Linked DNA regions of Sus scrofa: region 2 is linked to region 1. Evidence: chromatin contacts called from public Hi-C data. All regions are on one chromosome and are shown on one strand. The core of a region is the stretch at or near the end of the contact, and the rest is flanking DNA. Distances in the headings are between cores, read along the strand shown. Region 1 holds the start of OSBPL6 (oxysterol-binding protein-related protein 6). Region 2 holds the start of DFNB59 (pejvakin).

Region 1 (4,267 bases), core at 1,053-3,552:
AATATTCTTGGTAAGAAAAGTTTCAACAATATGTGTGACTTTTATGGAGCATTGCAGAAATTGGGGGGAATATGTGTGCCCATATTCAAAAGCAGCACCAAATCTGACCACCACCAAGCTTTGGGGGAAATCTGAAAGCTAGACACATCCAGCTGCCATCGTGAGACCACACGGAGGGCTGGTATATGTTTGTTTGCAATAACTCTGCCATAGCTCAAAAAGCAGTGAAAAGCTTGTTATTCATGTTTACATGTGTATGCCACTCTGAGTTTTCAAAATATTATGATACAAAGAGTGGAGAAAGTGCCTTGATATGCAGTGTCAGCTCACTTTATTCTACCCATTTCCCCTATATGGATGGGTATAGTGCCATCACACCTTATTTGATCATTAATCAATGAGACGTGTAGGAGGCTTTCCCTCTGATATCTAAAACCTTTTTTTTTTTTTTTTTTTTTTTTTTGGTCTTTTGGTCTTTTGGTCTTTTTAGCGCTACACCCGAGGTTCCCAGGCTAGGGGTCCAATTGGAACTGGACCTTCGCCACAGCAACTCAGGATCCAAGCTGAGTCTTCAACCTACACCAAAGCTCACAGCAACTCGGGATCCTTAACCCACTGAGCAAGGCTGGGGATCGAATCAGCATCCTCATGGATGCCAGTCAGGTTCATTAACCTCTGAGCCACGACAGGAACTCCTAAAACCTATTTTTGAAATAATAAAACATACAGAAATACTATGGAGTAGAGTGAAAACATTCTTAAGATAAAATGCAAAATTTAAGAAGGTTAATTCCTTTCCCTTCTCTGATTGTTTATGGTTCTCTGATATTAGAGTTCCGTGAAAGAAATTTTTTTTTCTTTGGCCAGGTGGGAGCATATAGAAGTTCCTGGGTCAGGGATCAAACCGGCTCCACAGTAGTAACCCAAGCCGCTGCATTGACAACTCCAGATCCTTAACCTGCTTCACTGCAAGAAAACTCGTTGTGAAAAATTTTGAGGACCATTTCTTTAGGTTAAAGACTCTGTGTTTGGCTTTTTTTTTTTTTTTTTTTTTTTTTCCTTTTTAGAGAGCAGTTTCAGTAGAGTTTGTTAATAGGAACCCAGATGTTAAGGAGTGAAAGGTGGCGATGGTCAAATGAAGGTCAGTCCCTTGAGAATTTCTTCACATTAAGGTGGAAATATGATGTGTCACAAGGTCCAGCATCTAATATTTTGTGACAGGACAATATGAGAACGTTATTAGTTCAGGTAGAAGCAGCTAATCCAAAAGGTGATTTTGGAGATTCAAGAGTGGGAATGAGTGCATATAATTGACTATGTTCCATAGCAAATCCGAATTTTATCAGCCTAAAGAACAGTGAAATGCCATCACAGTTGCCTCGGTGGTGGGTAGCAATACCTTTAATTTTTGAAGGCGCCCTTCCCCCTACTCATCCAATCTGGACCCCTAGAGAGCCCACAAAGCACTCCACAACTATTTCTGTAATAGTTCCCGTTACGTGTTCTCCGCATTTTCTTCCCCGAAGATGGTGTTGACAGAAACGTCTTGAGATAGATACTTCTGTCATCTTTTCAGCCATCCATTTACAATAGAAACATCTGTGTAAATTACCCTGTCCTTCCCAGCAAATTTCCCTTTAAATTAATCTGCCTTTGGGCACACGCTGGGAACGGTTTAAGGCTGTAATTGTTTGAGGTGGGAGGTGAGGTGTAGTGAGGTATTTCTCTGGGCCCGGGAAGTTTTTGCTCCGGAGTGCCGGGGGCGGGGGCGGTGGGGAGCAGGCACACACCGTCCTATTTCTTTACGGACCAGCCTGAATGATGGCTTGAGAAAGGGGCTGGGCGGCACCTCCATGGAGGTCGCCAGGCTGCTGTTCCCTTCTGAATCCGCTCTCCCACGGTGCTCGGAGCGGCTGTGCTTGAGGCCTTGAGCGCTGGGACCATCTGGGGCCAAGCTCTACGAACCAGGGCTGGCCCACCTCCAAGGGCAGGACCCAGGGAGGGCGGGGTCGCTCCTACGGCGCTCAGGCCCGGGGACGCCCGGGCTGTGGCTCCGCCGCTGTGATCTCTGGACACCAGGGATTCCCACCCGGACCGGGTAGGAGGTGAGCGCAAGCAGTGAGACCCTGCGCGTCGGAGACTCAGCCCGCCCAGCTCCCGCTCTCTGGGCAGCGCGGCGAGGGTGCCCCGCAGGTCCGGCGCGCAGCGGCAGCGCAGGCGGCCCGAGGTTCCACTCAGCGGGGCCAGCCAGCGGGAGCCGGGGGCGGGGAGCCCGGAGCACCGCCCCGCCAGCGCGCCCCGCCCGTGGGAGAGGAGGGGCTGCGGCGCCGCGGACCACTGGAGGCGCCGCACCGCCGCCACCGCCGCTGTCGGAGCCGGAGACCGCGGCTCCACGCAGGCGGCGCCCGCGCCTCTGCTCCCCAGCCAGCTAGCGCGCCGGCCAGTCCGCCTGGGCCGTCTCCCGCTTCCCGCCGCTGCCGCTGCACGATCGGCCGCGCCGCTACCAACCTTCCAGGTAGGTGTCCTAGCTGCGGAGGGGACCCCTGAAGCCGCAAGACGGTGCCCGCGGCACGGCCCGGGGGCATTGTGCGCGGCCGGAGGGCCGAGGACCCTAAGGGACGCGCGGCCAGGCAGCCCGGCTCTGGGCCCCTGAGGCATCAAAGCCCTCCGGGGGTTAGCCTGGCGGGAGAGCCGGGGGCCGCGGTGCCAGTCCCGCCCCGCGACCGAGGTGGGAGGGGGCGTCTGGGTCACGGTCCCCCTCGCTGCCCTCCCCTCCCCCTCGTCGTGGGGAATTCCGGCCGCTAGCATCCCCCAGCGCCGCCCCGCGCCCCGGCTCCCCCAGGCTGCTGGGATACAAGCGAGGGCAGGGAGAGGGACTGATGTAATTGTCGGCGGAGAACCGAACCCGCGCGCCCGCTCCAGCTAACGCCTACGCCGCACCTTTCGGGGAAGCTGGGGAGCTGAGAGGAACGGCTGGGGAAGTTGTGCATTGGGTTTTATTGTGCGCGTGCACTGCAGACTGCCCTCACGGGGCACCCCTGCCCACCCACCCCTGCAGCCTTCCCTGCAGCCTTCGTCCACACCCCCAGCCAGGGCCGAGCCTGCCTTCCCCGGTTCAGACCGGGACAGGGTTTGCATTGCAGTCCAGACGTGCTTCCCCTGCATCGAGCCGGGAGCTGTCCGCAAATCGTTTGGCGGGGGATGCTGGGGGGAGGAGGGGATGGGAAACCTGGGGAGGAAGCCGGAAAGAAGTAATGACACCAGCATATTTTGTTAAAAAGCTTCTGGTGTATATAGGAACATCTGCATGACACCTTTTAAGCTGTTTTTGAAAGTTATGACCAGATACTGATATTGTGGCCATTCTGGTTATATACCTGAAGGTAGCTTAAACATAGAGACCTAAAGCTGGGGAAAGCATTACATAATGGACATGAAGCAAATGACACGAAACTAAGTAAACCCACTGGGTTGCCAGATTATTTCTCTCTCCTGATTGCAAAGTCCTATAGGCTTTTCCTCTATAAGAATTTCCATTTTTAAATCGCTGTACTAGTTTTAGCAAACTGTGATTTTTTTTCTCCAAATAACACAATTTTTCTTGACCATCTTTTCTTAAATGTAATAATTGCATGTTAATGGATAGTTCTGTATCACAGAGCTGATGAATAAACGTTGGAAATCTTTCAGTCTTACCTTTGGAAATCTTTCTCCAGAGGTAAGATTTTTAAATATTCCATCTTAATATCATTAACTTTGTTTCCTTCTTGGATGTATTTTTCCCCTCTCGTCTCCCTTTGTTTTTTGGAAGCATTTCTACAGTTTTAGGTACTGCTAGCTCACAATGTTGATATTCCTATCCAATGCTACAGCATTGCAGATACAAAGACTAATAATAAATGAAACAGAAGACCTCACAGTAACTCAGAATGAGCAGAGTTCCCAAGGTCGAAGGGAAGCTGCAGTGTAACTGGGGTATAATCACCTACAGAGAATATGCATAGCCCTCCTTGGATTATAAGGAAGGCCAGGATTGGTGGAATATTATTTCTGTTATTCTCTTACTCTGGATTTCCTGTTTCCCCCTACAAATATTTTTTTCCACAAAGTAGAAACAAAATATTTTTAAATTAGAGTCTTTGCTTTTAGAAAGCCTAAAATTCCTGTTGTTGCTCATATTTTCAGTTGATATTGATAACTCAGTATACATTTAGTGGATGGATTCCTTTTGGGATATCTCAGTTTCAAATCATGATGGTTTATCACA
Region 2 (4,267 bases), core at 1,052-3,551, 290 kb after region 1:
TCAGGGTTAACTGTGCATACAGACCTGTGCAGGTTATGTCACCAACGGTTACTCTGAAGGTGAAAGTGGGCACGTGTATTTGCACATCGGATCTTTCACATTCATAAACCGGGATGTTCTTGGTCTTCATGCCGTATTCATGTAATACCTGAATTGGTGTTTTCCCCGGCTTAGCTGTAATCATCTTCCCCAAACTGCAAAAACCAGAAAAAGCTGTGCTTTGCACGTCAAAACGGGGAGGGAAATAGAAGCATTGAGACTAGTTTTAACAGCCCCTAATGGTGACGCCGAAGGCACCGAAGCTGCCCGTCGGCCAGGGCCAGACTGGAGAGGCTTACCAAGCCTCCGGACCCCGCCGCGGCGGGCAGAGGGCAGGGGGACGGAGGTCTTTAGGGAGATAACTTGAATGCGGGTAGAAGGGAGTAGCAAGGAAATCGGGAGGCACGCACGGGAGTTGCAATCTCCAGTACCAAGCCGACAAAACCCACCGGGGTTGCCGCGTGCTACCTCCGCCCACCCCGCGCAGCCCGAGGTCACAGGAGGGGCGGGGCTGGGCCCTGCTGGAGACCCCGGCCAGCGCGCCAAGAGGGCGGGGCCGAGAGCTAGCCTCCGCTCCAGCAGCAGCAGCCCGGACGCGAGCGCCAGGAAGGGGCTTTACCCAGAATGCCGCTGGATAGCCGGCTCCCCCGCCCCCTCCTCTCCTGCCCACCACTCCTGGCCTTTCCCGGCTCGGTCCCGACCGCCAGGGCACTGACCTGAAGGTCCCGCTGTCCTCGCGCTCCAGCGGCGGAGCCGCAGCGCGATGCCTGCTTTGAGACATGGTGAGAAGGGACGGTTTTCCAGCGGGAGGAAGAGCAGTGCGGAGCTACGTTCTCGCTCACGGGTCGGCCGGTCCCCGAGAGAAGCGATCCGGCGCCGACGCCGCCACCTCCTCCCCTCCTCCGACACCCCTTCTCCTCCCCTCTTGCGTCCCTCCGGGGGACGGGCGGGGGTGGAGCCTCCGTGCAAGAGCACGGTTCCCCGTTCTCCGTTCCCGGCCACGCCCCCTGCTGCCCCAGCTCTGGCGGAGCTCCTCGCCAGCCCCGCCCACCTGCTCTCCAGGCTCTCTAGTGCCCTCCCCGCCCTCCCCGCAGCCCCAGCAGTCCTCAGCTGCAGACGGTGCCCCGCCTTCTGCCCAGCGGCTTGAGGAGACCGCAGTTCTGTGTCCTTAAAAGGAGGCTGTTTCCTGCCTAGAGAGGCTAGTCCGCGGGCTTGCAAGCTTCAGTCTGTGAGGCCTGCAGCTCAGCCTTTTTTTTGAAGGGGTGGGTGGGAGGGGGGGAAGAGGACGATTGCGTCACTTTAAGAAAATGATTTCAAAATTTCAAATGCAAAATTGCCAGAGAGCCTGCCCCGGTCTGGGCCCGAAACGTGAGACTTGCAGTATATCGGCTCCTGAAGGCTGCGGGTGGGCTCGTCCTGTCGCTGAAGCCTGCCATTAGGTGATCGTGGAGACGTAGGGAGACCCACTTTTTTCACCCGGGGTGGGCTTCATTGTCTTCGTCGACTGCTGAGTGCTAGGATAGCGGGTCCCAGCAAGACACCTTAGGTGTAAACGAAGGCTTTTCTTTGAACCCAATTCCAATTAACTGCTGCTTCTGCACACCTGTGTTGCTTGTAATGGCGTTTGCCTGGGATGCACCACCTTTGATGGGACTCAGCTACATGAGATGTCCTATCGCTGCTAGGGGTTTTGCTTGCAGAAATAACCCCTTGTACTTTCTCGTTCTGCTGGATTGCCTGGCACAATACTGATCACACGAAGAGACATTTTTGGAAACTTTTGTTAACTCTCGAACCCTGGATACTTGAAAGCAAAGAAAAAAAATCCGGATCTAATCAAAGTGATTTATATTACTTGAGGCTTGAAACAAGTCTGTTTTTTCTTCCCTCCCTCTTCCCTCTATAGATGTATATCTATTACTATCCATTGTTATGTTTTAATGAATGTCTTATTGAAGGTACCATATAGCCACTACTTCAGAATATGTTAATATCCACATAGCTATGGCAATACATAATTCCAGGACTCAGATTTGTTTCTAAAATTTATTTTTAGCCGTAAAATTCCTAAAAAACAAGCCTAGGAGTTCCCGTCGTGGCGCAGTGGTTAACGAATCCGACTAGGAACCATGAGGTTGCGGGTTCGGTCCCTGCCTTTGCTCAGTGGGTTAAGGATCGGCGTTGCCGTGAGCTGTGGTATAGGTTGCAGATGCGGCTTGGATCTCGCGTTGCTGTGGCTCTGGCGTAGGCCGGTGGCTACAGCTCCGATTCAACCCCTAGCCTGGGAACCTCCATATGCCGCGGGAGCGGCCCAAAGAAATAGCAGAAAGAGAAAACAAACAAACAAACAAACAAAAAAGACAAGCCTAAACTTTATATACTTCTCTAAAGGTTGAGTAACCGAGATAATTATGAAACAAAAATAAATGCAGCAGGACCCTATGTGTCATCTCCAGCATAAGAAATCCCTAGCTCAGAGTTTATTCAGTTATATGTAATATGACTTAGTGTTTTATAAAGTTCTGCATACATTTGTTTCTGTATATTCTGCGAATTTATTTTTATATTAATCACTTGGTTTCATAAACGTACAAGGAAAAATGAATGAAATGTTCAAAGAATGAACTGTGTAGCATAAGGATTTGTAAGAGTACTTTTCTGTTGCCAAAATTATTGTAATGGACTTGTGAAGGAATTCCCTTTGGACTAGATCCATTGTTGGTGGTGTCCAGGGCTCATGTTAGTGGCTAAATTGCATTGTTCCCCATAGGGCCATATGCTTCATTAAAACCTGGCAAATCACTATCACCTGTGACCCTCATCAAGGACATTGGTGATATTTAAAAATTACTAAGTTTTCTGTGTATATTTTAGTGTTATAGACTACTATTCCAAATTAGACTTGCTTTTAGTATATCATTTTACACAGTTAATCTATAATTCATTACCTGAGCACACCAGGGGAGGCAGTGTTGTAAATTGTAGACTGGTAAGCCCCTTGGTGAAACCATGCTTTGTATTTTTAACATGAATAATTATATTTAAAATCAGCAAAACTTAGTTTTATGCCTGATTTTCTTTGAAAATATGTATTTGTTATCTGAGGATTGCAGTTTATGACATTTTGATGCTTTATTAATATGTTTGCTGCTGCTACCAAGAGCTTTGTCAAGCAAGTTGGAGATGGAGGGAGATTAGTTCCTGTTCCAAGCCTCAGTGAGGCTGACAAATACCAACCTCTAAGTCTGGTGGTAAAAAAGAAGCGATGTTTTCTGTTTCCTAGATATAAATTTACCTCAACACCTTTTACACTGAAAGATATTCTTCTAGGAGACAGAGAAATTTCAGCTGGTAAGTTTAAATGTCTATTTTGGAGTGGCATTTTTATATAATTCATAATATAGCTCTTTCAGCTATATTATCAGTAATCTAAAATACATTGTATATGCTGCCTATGTTTGTAATATTTACATTTTCATTGATAAAGGTAACTCATTTTTAATAATATTAAGATCAGCAATGTCTAAAGTTTATATAGTATCAAATCTCTTATTGGTTGAATAATATCAAATGTATTTTTAAGATTATTTATTGTATAATTTAATTTCAGTTCTTTTATAACTTGATTTAATCAAATCAGCTTAGGATATGGCATAATATTTTTCTTTTTCTATAAAATGGAGGTATTATTTAGTCTTACCTCTCACATGGTTAAATGAGATGCAAGTCATTTATATTTATTTTTTTGATGAAGTTATTATGGTTGGTAAACAAATATATTATAGGCTAGATTAGAAATTGATATTTTAACAATTTTTTCTATAAGCACTTGTTTTTCTTTCAACTAGCCAGTGAATCTTGATGCTTAAGTATTCTATAGGCTGAACAGAGAATTCAAGTTCATTTAAAGTACTCTGGGATATTTATTTCTTCTTGTTGTCAAATTAATTGAATAGCTGTTTTAAATCCTGGCTTGAATGTTGCATTTCTTGTCATTTGGGTAATCAAGTCTTAAATAATAAAGTAATGTGTTACTTTATATAATCTACATTAGCTGAATCAAGATAGTTAAAATATTAATTTATTTTTCTTAAAGGTATTTCATCTTATCAGTTGTTGAATTATGAAGATGAATCAGATGTTTCACTCTATGGAAGGAAAGGCAACCACATTGTGAATGACGTTGGGATTAACGTTACTGGATCAGATTCCATTGCAGTAAAAGCTT

The links. A called contact is a pair of places that touch in the nucleus more often than the background predicts.
Region 2: a Hi-C map of skeletal muscle shows a contact between it and region 1, with 2.3 times the contacts expected there. The contact joins the promoter of DFNB59 here to the promoter of OSBPL6 in region 1. A contact is called at or near these places in 1 of 5 promoter capture datasets (fetal skeletal muscle) and 2 of 47 Hi-C or Micro-C datasets (fibroblasts and skeletal muscle).

The regions. Positions count from the first base shown.
Region 1 is chr15:83,870,445-83,874,711 of Sscrofa11.1, forward strand. OSBPL6 (oxysterol-binding protein-related protein 6) reads left to right here and starts at 2,303. Exons shown (of 25, transcript XM_021075890.1): 1 at 2,303-2,515.
Region 2 is chr15:84,155,563-84,159,829 of Sscrofa11.1, forward strand. It overlaps DFNB59 (pejvakin), which reads left to right and starts at 2,302. Exons shown (of 7, transcript XM_003133509.6): 1 at 2,302-3,390; 2 at 4,136-4,267. The coding sequence starts at 3,180. PRKRA (interferon-inducible double-stranded RNA-dependent protein kinase activator A) reads right to left here and starts at 1,034. Exons shown (of 8, transcript XM_001927705.5): 1 at 756-1,034; 2 at 25-194. The coding sequence starts at 820.